Regions from separate parts of the Pan troglodytes genome. Here region 1 is linked to region 2. Evidence: chromatin contacts called from public capture Hi-C data. All regions are on one chromosome and are shown on one strand. Each heading gives the region's core, a stretch centred on a gene start, on an enhancer-like site or on the middle of the called end of the contact. The rest is flanking DNA. Distances are from core to core; before and after follow the strand shown.

The links. Capture Hi-C pulls out chosen DNA fragments and counts their contacts.
Region 1: a contact with region 2 is called in a capture Hi-C map of stem cell-derived neural stem cells, with 4 times the contacts expected there. The contact joins two enhancer-like sites. A contact is called at or near these places in 6 of 7 Hi-C or Micro-C datasets (blood, induced pluripotent stem cells, a lymphoblastoid cell line and 2 more), 1 of 1 datasets of contacts at active chromatin or transcription factors (stem cell-derived excitatory neurons) and 1 of 1 other capture datasets (stem cell-derived neural stem cells).

The regions. Positions count from the first base shown.
Region 1 is chr9:97,807,114-97,812,516 of NHGRI_mPanTro3-v2.0_pri, reverse strand. No RefSeq gene overlaps it. Among named protein-coding and RNA genes, the nearest start is that of FAM76B, 85 kb to the left of the region's middle. Within about 2 kb of position 1,621, at least 8 of the 24 cell types and tissues checked have an H3K27ac peak or open chromatin away from gene starts, as enhancers often do. A contact at or near this core is called in stem cell-derived neural stem cells, where this site is marked.
Region 2 is chr9:97,253,727-97,258,563 of NHGRI_mPanTro3-v2.0_pri, reverse strand. LOC134807371 (a long non-coding RNA gene) reads left to right here. Exons shown (of 2, transcript XR_010147644.1): 2 at 420-2,888. Among named protein-coding and RNA genes, the nearest start is that of ENDOD1, 59 kb to the right of the region's middle. Within about 2 kb of position 3,538, at least 7 of the 24 cell types and tissues checked have an H3K27ac peak or open chromatin away from gene starts, as enhancers often do. A contact at or near this core is called in stem cell-derived neural stem cells, where this site is marked.

The DNA of each region.
Region 1 (5,403 bases), core at 372-2,871, 560 kb before region 2:
TTTAATTCTTGCAACAATGTTATAAAGTAAATACTATTACTATCCTCATTTTATATACGAATGCAACACAGAATATTTTAAAAATTTGCACAAGTTCCCAGTTAGTAATGGCAAAGCTGGGCTTTGAAACCTACATGCAGTTGGGCTCCAGAACTGACACACTTCACCCTATCCTGCTTGTCATGGTACTTGCTACAGGCTCTCTTCCTTGATGTGCACGTGCAGTCTAATTCCAGTGATGGGTGCGCAGCCCTTAGTGCTGTTGTATGCCGGTGCCAGCTTGTGTGGGCTCACAAGAGCTAACTAAGCAAAATTTTCCCCAGTTCTGCATTCAGTGATGTCATATTAGTAGCTTATATTTTGCCATGGTGGAAATATTTACACCACAGAAATCAGCAAACACTGGAAGTTAGGGCTCCTGTATTCCCAACAGAGAGCTGCGTTATCAGCACCTCACCAGCACTCTACTGTCTTAGTGTACTTTGCATAAAAAATGATGTCATCTGCTTCCCAGGAGAATAAAAAATGTCTGTTTTCATATGATTTCAGGATTTTTTAGGCTTGTTTCCAAAGGATCACTCATAACACTTATATGGTAGTTGTGCTTACATGGTAGTTACACTCTGTCTACATTTACATTATGCAAATTTGAGTACGTGTGCCTATTAAAAGGAAAACCCAGAGACATAACAATTTCAGTAGTGTGGACAGTTCTATGAACTCTTGCAAGTGGGGAATATTTCTCTTGAAGTAAGCCTAGATTGGCAGGGCTACAAGAGCTCTGGGGCAGTGTAATGTAGGGAAAAGAATGAACTTTGGGATCCACAGGTTCAAATCCTGTTACTTACAAGCTGTTTGACTTTGGACAATACTTTAGTCCCTCTCAATTCCATATTTTATTAGGTATATTAAACAAGAAAACCTATGATGGTTCTGTTCCCCAACACCCTCAATAATTTTTTTTACCTGCCCCTTTCAAGAATTACTTGGAGGGGCCGAACTTCACCACCTCACAGTGCTTCTCCAGAGGGAGGGAAACCTGCTTAGGCTTGGGTCCTGATATGTAGTCTTGGAAAGATGTCAATGAGGCAGTGTGAGCAGTGACATGGATCCAGAAGCGGAGGACAGACAGCAGCAGAACTGCCTTGCAACAAACACAAGCTGATGGCAAAAACAAACAACAAAACGACTAAATGATGACATACAAATATCAGTGCAAAATCACAGCAGAAATGAACAATGACAGTTGAGCCTCAGCTCCCGACACCCAGCCCGCAAAAGTGCTAAACTCTGAAAATTGTAGCAAAGGTAAACAAGTGCGCTCAAAAACTTTCAAATGAAACTAGATGCTCATTAGAAACATTGTTTTAAAAAGAGGAGGGAGTGAAAAGGAAATAAAGACTATTCTATTATTTTCTGCCTGACTCCTTTTCTGTTCTTCTCTCCACTTCTTTTCCTTTGGGGTTCTTTCTCTTGGTTCTCCTTTGCTCTGTCTCTCTGGCTTGTTCTTTACTTCCTTCTGATTGTCTCTTGTTCTTACTTCTATGTGTGACAGGAGGTAAATAAATTCGGGTGATATATTCTTCTGCTCTTAAATCAAGCCATGTCTGATCTTCCTGGAAGGCATCCTAGGACCAGGGGTCTGGGTGGTGAGGAGAAATCCGAAATTCTCCTTCCAAACCTCCAATATGATCCTCTCTGCCCAGCTCCGAGGCTGGCGCTTTCTTCCTCTCAATTTATTTCACAGTCCAGGATACACTTGTCCAATTGGTGCTTTGTAACTGTGAGTCGGCCTGGGTATTGACATGCTTGGAGCCTACAAAGAGGAGGAACAGTAGGGGGCGCTCTCTAACCAGGGCGGGAGCTGCCAGCAGTGCCTGACTACGCAAGGTCGGACTGCGGCTGTATCTTTCTTAAATTCGAAATCAGGAGCTTCCCAGCCCATTAAAGGAATTGACATACCTCAGTTCCTGTATCACTTGCCACTTTCACTTTATTTAGCTCTTTCATGATGTTTTGAGGAGTGAAGGCTGGGAAATGTGTGTCCTAAAGACATTATGCAAGCTTATCTTGGCAAATGAAATTGAAAACTTAATTAAGAGCTCTTCATATTCTGCTCAGATGTCAGGTAAGATGCTAGTCTTTCAGACAAAAACACCTGGCATGCCCGATGAAAGTATATTTTCTTTCCTAGCACTTAGTTTTTGCATCATATTGCTAAACTTTATGGTAATACATAAACAAATAAATACAGTCCTTTCTTAGAAGTGTGAAGAAAAATCTATTTCTGCTTGAGAGGAACCTTGGGAATATTTAGAAGACTCAGTATAAGTGGGGCATGAGGTTGTTCTCAGTAGCGTGTCGCTATGGTAACACGTGCCCAATAGCCTGGTCCTTGGCCCAGTGAAGGGATAGCACCTGGCTTAGGGGTTGACACACAGTATAAACTCAGGAAGTGTTGGATTGAACATCCACTTTCTCCTTATTTTATGTTCAAGGGCGTAGGATATTTTATCTTTGTTTACTTTTCCTTTACTTTTTTTTTTCCCCGTGAAGAATGCAGTAAAAATATTCAGGGCTAAATGGAAACATTAGGGTCACCTAGGGCAGCCCTGTGACATTTTGTTTTTCAGAAGCAGCTGTTTCCCTGTCCTTTCCTATCTTCCCATTCCTCTGTGAATTCCATGATGTTCTCTTGCAATAATGGCCCTGAACTATTCCATTCCACCTGGATCCATTGCCTTTCCTCCCTCTCCTCTCCATTAGAATAACACTTTTCCATGCCTATGAGAAATTAATATGTCAGTTCTTCTGGTACTGTTATAAATTCAAAAATTTTTAAAGTTCATAGTTACATTTTTACTTGTCCAACCACTTGACCCAGTTTTAGATTTGTAAAATATGTTCACTATATTCAAGATCCCCTGGTAGTTAATCTGAAGAAATGTCCTGATCAGTGTTTGAGTAGAAGCTAATGACTAAATTCGTAATCACCCCTTTCCCTCTAATTGCACTTTAAAAAAGGGAGCGAAGAATTTCAGGCACATGGTAGCCTGATGAAGGAGGTGATTTGGGGGTGGGGAGGCCATTTAGTTCTGTCAAATCACACCCTCTATGAGGAGAGTTACATACTGCAACAAAATCTCCTGGGACCCTTCTTCTGCAGCCTGGTGTCTTCCACTATATGGTAGGGCATATTCAGATAGGAATAATCCTGCTAAAGCAACATTCTGGAAGGGCTGTTTCTAATATTTGCTTACCCTGATCACCAGAACCTTGGTTGTGATTTTCCACTGGGCAGATCCAGTCCAGATAATTATCCATCAAGATATTTTCTTACTGGGGGATTTATATGAGGTGTTACACAAATGAAGGAGAATAATTAAACCCATAACCAAGGAATATACTAGGTTCAACTATGTACTTAACGAGCAAATACAAACACACACACATACACCACCACCACTCCTGCAAATAATATATAGTCAAGCAATTGCAGTATTTCATATCTTAAGTTATTACAGAACTGATGAAAGGTTTATCCAGGGATACCTAAAGGAAATGTCTCTGCCTGGCCCATGTATAGATCTTTACTTCCCCCCCACCTTTTCATCTAATTCTAGTATGTGATTTTATTATCTTTTATGTGACACTATTCCACATTCCCCATAGGTTTCTATTGGAATGGTTACTTCTTGAATCAGAGCACTTAAACTACTTGAGAAGTCTCAGGCTTTCTATCTGCAATTGCTTCGAGTTTACGCCTTAACATGAGTTTCCATCAGCTGTATCTCTTTAGTTCTCATTACTCTTCTTCTAAGCACAACTGCCTGGATCTGTGTCATGCTAGAACTTTTAGAGATTTTCTTTTTTCAGTCAGCTCACAGCACTGGTCACCTAGGAATGACTTAACTCTTTCCTGTGCTTCACTTCATTTTTTTCAGCTCTCTCATTCAGTGGAGGCAGTGTGAGTAGTTATATAAATAACTCTAGCTTTTAATTGAGAAGAGAACAAATTCCAACTCAATAACTACCTAAAAGTCTTTCCATTGTGAAAATGCTGTCAACTTAGGCATCTTCCTCCATCTTTTTGGTGTGCATAGAATAACCATTTTTGTTTTTGCCTAAAACATGCAGTTTCACAGTTATGCAAACCTGGGACAAGGTCTTTTCTCATATTAGGGTGAGAATGAGGCCAAGAGAGCAAGCAGTGCAGCCTGTGTCATTGTCTATCTGCTGAATGTTGGTAGCCCTTCTTCTAAAGAGAAACCAACACAGAGAAAACAGGCAGTATTGCTAAAAAACCATCTGTGAATGGTGCGGTAGGTCACAGGAAACAGAACATCTTTTGGGGCTCCCCCACCCCCATAGAAAGAATGCAAGACTTGGGACTATTCTATAAACTTTTCAGCGCCTTAATGGGTGGTTGCTGAGGACCCTGGGAATATAATCCAGTAAGTTTTCGCACTTATCCCCTCCCCACCAAATAAACAAGTTGCACTGGTTTTCCTAAATCTCTCTCTGAAGACTTGGTTGAAATTGAAGTGGTCAGTATTATGTTGGGTCAGAGGTTAAATTCTGGACTAAATTGGGGGAACACAGAGACTTAGAAGGATTGAGGATAAGTGATAAAGTTTTTGTTAAACTGTAAAATGCATTTAGGATTTAGCATTTAAGCACCATTGTTTAGAAAATGCTATGATTCAAGCTGACATGAAAATGTGTGTGTGTGTGTGTATTCATATGGCTCCTTTCCCAGCTCTTAAAGCCTCGCCATGACTCACTGCTCTCTTTCCCCCAGTAAATAATCTTCACCATGAATTGAATTAACTGGAAATGACAGATAGCAATGTTTTATTTTATTATTACTATAAATCAGTAGTAGCTAAAGGATGTTGGCTTGGTAGGTCTGGACTCTTTAGTCTTTGAGTTTCCTGAAGGTCAGAGGTTTTTAAAATTCAGAAGGGTATTAAGTGTGGGTCCTGAGGTTATCTTTCGGTTTGCGAGAGGGATAGACTAGAGATAATACTTTTTAAATACTTCTTTTTTTTTTTTTTTTTTTTTTTTGACAGAGTCTCGCTCTGTCACCCAGGCTGGAGTGCAGTGGCGGGATTTTGCCTCACTGCAAACTCTGCTTCCTGAGTTCAAGCAATTCTCCTGCCTCAGCCTCCTGAGTAGCTGGGATTCTAGGCGTGTGCCACCATGCTCAGCTAATTTTGTTTGTTTTTTGTTTGTTTGTTTTGTTTTTTTTGAGACGGAGTCTCACTCTGTCACCCAGGCTGGAGTACAGTGGCGCGATCTCGGCTCACTGCAAACTCCGACTCCCGGGTTCTTGCCATTCTCCTGCCTCAGCCTCCCGAGTAGCTGGGATTACAGGTGCCCGCCACCAGGCCCAGCTAATTT
Region 2 (4,837 bases), core at 2,289-4,788:
AGAGGGTCCAGGAGCTCCAAAGGGTAGGGCAGAATTGGGTAGATGAGGGTGCATTTTTCTGGGAGGAGTCTAAGGCGTCGCTGACTCTCAAAGGCCCGCATCCGGAGAAAGGGAAAGAGCCCCGTCCCGGGAGGAAGGACGAGAGGCTGGCCCGCGGGAAGGAGCCCTGGCAGTCCCTCCTGGCCTAGGTCTACCTCTTTGATCTCACCGTCCCCGTGGCGGCGAGTGCCACCAAAGATGAGAGAGGCCAGCAGGTATCGGGAGAGAGCTGAGGGGTCGGCGCCGGCGGGACCCCAGATTGGAGCCGCCGTCGTCGGACGGGCAGACCCTGCTGTAATAGCTCCCGGCCGGCCACGGTAGGCAGGTGGGGCCCACCGCGAGTCCTAGTGAAAAACACCTTCCTCTTGATTCTCTCAAAGGAACCCGAGCCCTGGGAAGGGACATCAAGGCGCTCCCGAGACTCCGGAGACGGCCAACAGCCCCAAAAGAGAGTACTCGGCTATCCAGCCGCCCTTATCCAAGCGGAGAATCTCTCTCCACCTCCGCCCTCCTGGGACTCAAAGTTGTTTGTGGAGCCGCCAGGTTTCCTTGTGAATGGGCACGATATGCACTGTGCGCGCGCGCGCGCACACACACACACACACACACACACACACACACGTATATGTATTTTTCCAGTGGCCACTGCAGGATTGCCAGCTTTCGGAAATGAGCATCCGCTCTCTCTCTCGGGACTGGGCGTGGGGTTCACCGAAAGGAGAGGAAGAGACCTTGCGTTTGCGCTGGGCCTGCTCGATGCCAGGCCATTCTAGGCTTCTGTCTATCCTGGTTTCTGGTCTGTGCGTTGTGGGTAGCAGCATTGGCGTATTGCGCCGGAGGGAGCAGGCTGAGCGAGGCTCCAGAAGGTGCGCAATAGCCGGAGAGGAAAGGGCGATGCTGTCACCTAGCCCCCTCCCTGAGACTCCATTCAGCCCAGAAAAAGGAGCTGCTTTCTCCCCCATCTACCCTAGGAGAAAATAAACGTCGCTGGCATTTTCCTGCGTCTTTTAATTTTGCCAAAACTGTTTTGGGTTGGCTATTGTGGGCCAGGATGGAGGCCTTCTCCTCCCGGGAGCAAACCTGCCCACGCCCAGGCCGGCAGTGGAGTCAGCCTTGCCCCAGCCTGCCCTCCAGGGAAACAATGCCCCTTTGTCGCTCGCCCTCCCGGGGCTGATACCGCCCCTCCCCTTAGCTTAGGGCTCCCTCCCGTTAGAGCATTCCAATGATTGCCACAAGTCACACTTTTCTTTGAGGTCTCTGCCTGGGAAGAAAACAAAGCAGCCCTCCTAATCACACGGAGGGAGTGGAACTTTTCCTGCCCTCTGACTATGTGCCAGCCTTGGCTCCTCCCTGAAGCCCTGTCTAGAGGGCTTATTAGGTCACTTATGTTTTGTACCTCGTGCGAAGTCCCACAATCAGTAGATTATAGAGGGGGGCACAAACCCAGCCGTGTCTGACATAGAGAAATTACACATACATACATACACACACACATACACACACATACACACACACATACACACACATACATACACACACATACATACACACACACACATACATACATACATACATACATATATACATACATATATATAGTTTTTCCACCACCCAGGATTGAAAATTAATGCTGTTTTTGACATTGTCCGTTATCCACCCAAACCCTCCAAAAGGCTGGCTGGCATTTGCTTGGCTCTAGTTCTACCTGCCCACCTTCTCCTTTGCCTAATCCTGAGTTTTCCCCTTCCCCGCGTGTGTTCCCCTTGAGCACTTTTTTGCTAACTTCCTGCATGCTACTCTCACCTCAGAGACTGATTCCTGGGGAGCCCAACCTGCAACATGGAGCTCAGTGGAAAGCACATGGAATGTGGACTGAGACATGACTGTGTTCAAACCCTGGCTCTGTCGCTAAGTGGTTACGTGGTTTGGGGCAAGGCATTTAATCCCTCTAAAGTTCACTTTCATCCGGGGGGAAAAGATAACTGTGAGGATTAAGTGAGTTTATATATAGTGTATGAGTGCCTGGACCACTGAAGCAGTGCAGCAGATGTTAGCTCCTCCTTCAGTAATATTTATTGAACATGGCATCCCAAGTGTTACTAGAATTTATATTTCTACTTTATAAATTTTACTAGAATTTATGTTTTCATATTCTTGATACTAATACTGCATTTTTGAAAGGGGTGACTCCTTCCTTATTAAAGTTTTAGAACACTATCCTAAGTGAAGTATAATGGTTACTAAATTAGATGACATCTGGATCTGGCTGATCTTGAACAAGCAGGTTAATCATATAACTTAGCTAAGTCATTGTGAAATTTTCTCCTGTGTAGAAAGAGATATTAATAGTAACTACTGTGGCAGATGGCATTTTCCATAAATGCCTACAAAATACTTTCCATCTCAGCTGCTCTTCAGAAATGACCTTGCCATTCCTCCATCAACAGATGAAATCTAATTCCCCTTCTTTTGCATCTGGGCTGGCCTCAGGGACTTACTTGGGCATTGGAATGTGGCAAAAGTGATGGTCTGGGACTTCCAAGGCTAGTTCATACAAGCTAAGTCATTCTGTGTGAGTCTTTTGGGATGTTCCCTCTTCCAACCCAGCCACCATACTGTGAGAAGCCTGAACACTTGGAAAGCCATGTGTAGGTGCTCTGGCTAACAGTTCCAGCCAACAGCAAGCATCAACTGCCCACCGAGTGAGCTCTCCTGACATCCAGCACCTTTGGGCCTTCTGAAGACTGCAGCACCAGCCCACATCTGGGACCCCAAAAAGAATGGGAATAAACTGAGCCCAGTTAGTATACAAACCAAGACAGATAATAATAAATGGTTGTTTTAAGCCATTAAGTTATAGAGTGGTTTGTTATGCAGCAATAGAAACTAAATCACTAGCTCCTAGGGTTATGTGAAATCAAGTAAGACAATGCATGCAAACTGATTACTAACGTGCTTCGTAAATAATTAATACGGTTGCAGAAAAAAGTAAGCTGATTATATGGGGAGATAAAACATGGGCACAAATAACTGCAAAACTAAGCAGGCATCATCTGAATCAATATTTAGTGGGCACCTATCCCATGCCAGACTCTCTATATAATCATAGAATCTCCAAGTAGAACAGAATTTGGGAGCTATTCTAGTTCAACCTCCCACTTAGTGAGGACATTTCTTCTTGAATGCTTGTTTAATACAACTATTATTTATTAAGCCTCGCTCCGCACCAGAAAGTGTGGTAGATGGTAATGTCAGGAAGTGGGATAGAAAGATAACTAAGACACAGCCCAGGGCCAGAGGCAAACACATGAACAGTTTCTGCCCAGTGTCATATGTGCAGGGAGAGAGGATACGAAGAAGACAGATGCATTTCCCCTGCATGGAATGGGGTGAGTCATCTCACTATCAGCCAGCTCTGCTGATTCAGCTTCCTGGTGCTCTGGATTCTGCTGATATATTTTCTGTGCATCAACTTGTATTCTGAGTGGCAGTTCTCCAGCTCTTTGGCTTCTTGCTCCATATACCTAAGTTGGCTGTTTACACATCCACTTACCCATCTTTGCTCAAAGCTGACCCTTGTCAAGGAAGGAGGGGTTTGCCTGGATCTTGAACACCAGCCTGTGGGCTCTTTAAAGCCAATGCCTGGATCTTGTTCATCATTGAGGCCCCAGCTCCTAGAGGCACCAAAATAAAACAAAACAAAAGAGAGAGAGAGAGAAGAAGAAAACAGCCACCAAAAAAATGCATTTCTTTTTGTGTGGGTTCAGAAAAATGCCAGAGATTCATTTAATTCAAATTTATTTCACACAACTACATCAGGGAAAATTAGCAGTGTAATCTGCTTTCTCAAGTTTCATGAGCTCAAGTTTCATGAGCTAAGTTTTTAATAGGCTGAGGGTTTAATAGGCAAGTAAAATCAGCCAACAAACCAACAAACAAAAAAACGCTGAAGAGTTCGAGTCCATTACAGCCAAGTAGTTGGCAGCTGCTACAGTTATTAGCTATCATAGTTTCCCACATGCAGCCATGTTTTATGGCTTCTTAAAATTGTTTTTAAAAATGTTTCACAAGCCATGGGTTTCACACAAATATAAGGGTTAGAATTTCAATTTTAAAAAATAAACATAAGTTTGGTGTCACATCAGAGAAAGCTCTAGTTTTCTCCTTTTAAGAAACAGAGGAGGTAACTCACCAGAGCAGAGGAGTCATCTGAATTGGGCCCTTTATTCTCAGCCTAACCTGCTGAGGAGCGCCATCTACAACTCACAAGGTACTGGGAGCGGGAGAATTTGCATGGATAGACAAAAGTTTGCTTCATTGCTCAGTTTCCCTTTAATCATTTCTCCTCTTTATTCTCCTCTTTCTTATTTGAAACTTATTCCTTGTTTGTATTAATGTTTCTCTGCAGGGCTATAACTGTAGTTTATTACAAAACAGTAGAGTACAGGGCTCTTTCATTTAGCAGCTTAGTATAGTTTTTGTTGCAACAGTGTATTCATATTATGGGGTGGGGGGCAGAATCTATTTAATCAACCCTGGGGACAGTACAGGCCCCTATACAAAATCACCAAAACTTCCCTATGGAGAAAAAGATGGGAAATTAGAAGAAAAAATAAAGCTTGAGGGGGAAAAGGGTAGAGCTTTTCATTTGGAAAAAGAGGAGGAATGGGGAGTTGAGAATCAGTGTGTACTCTTGGGTCACTGGGCGCAACCTAAGAGGCTGGGGTGAATCCAGAAGCTGCTGGACCCCTGGGACCTGGGGGCAAATTGCAATGGTTGGTGGGTGAACTTCTGGGCC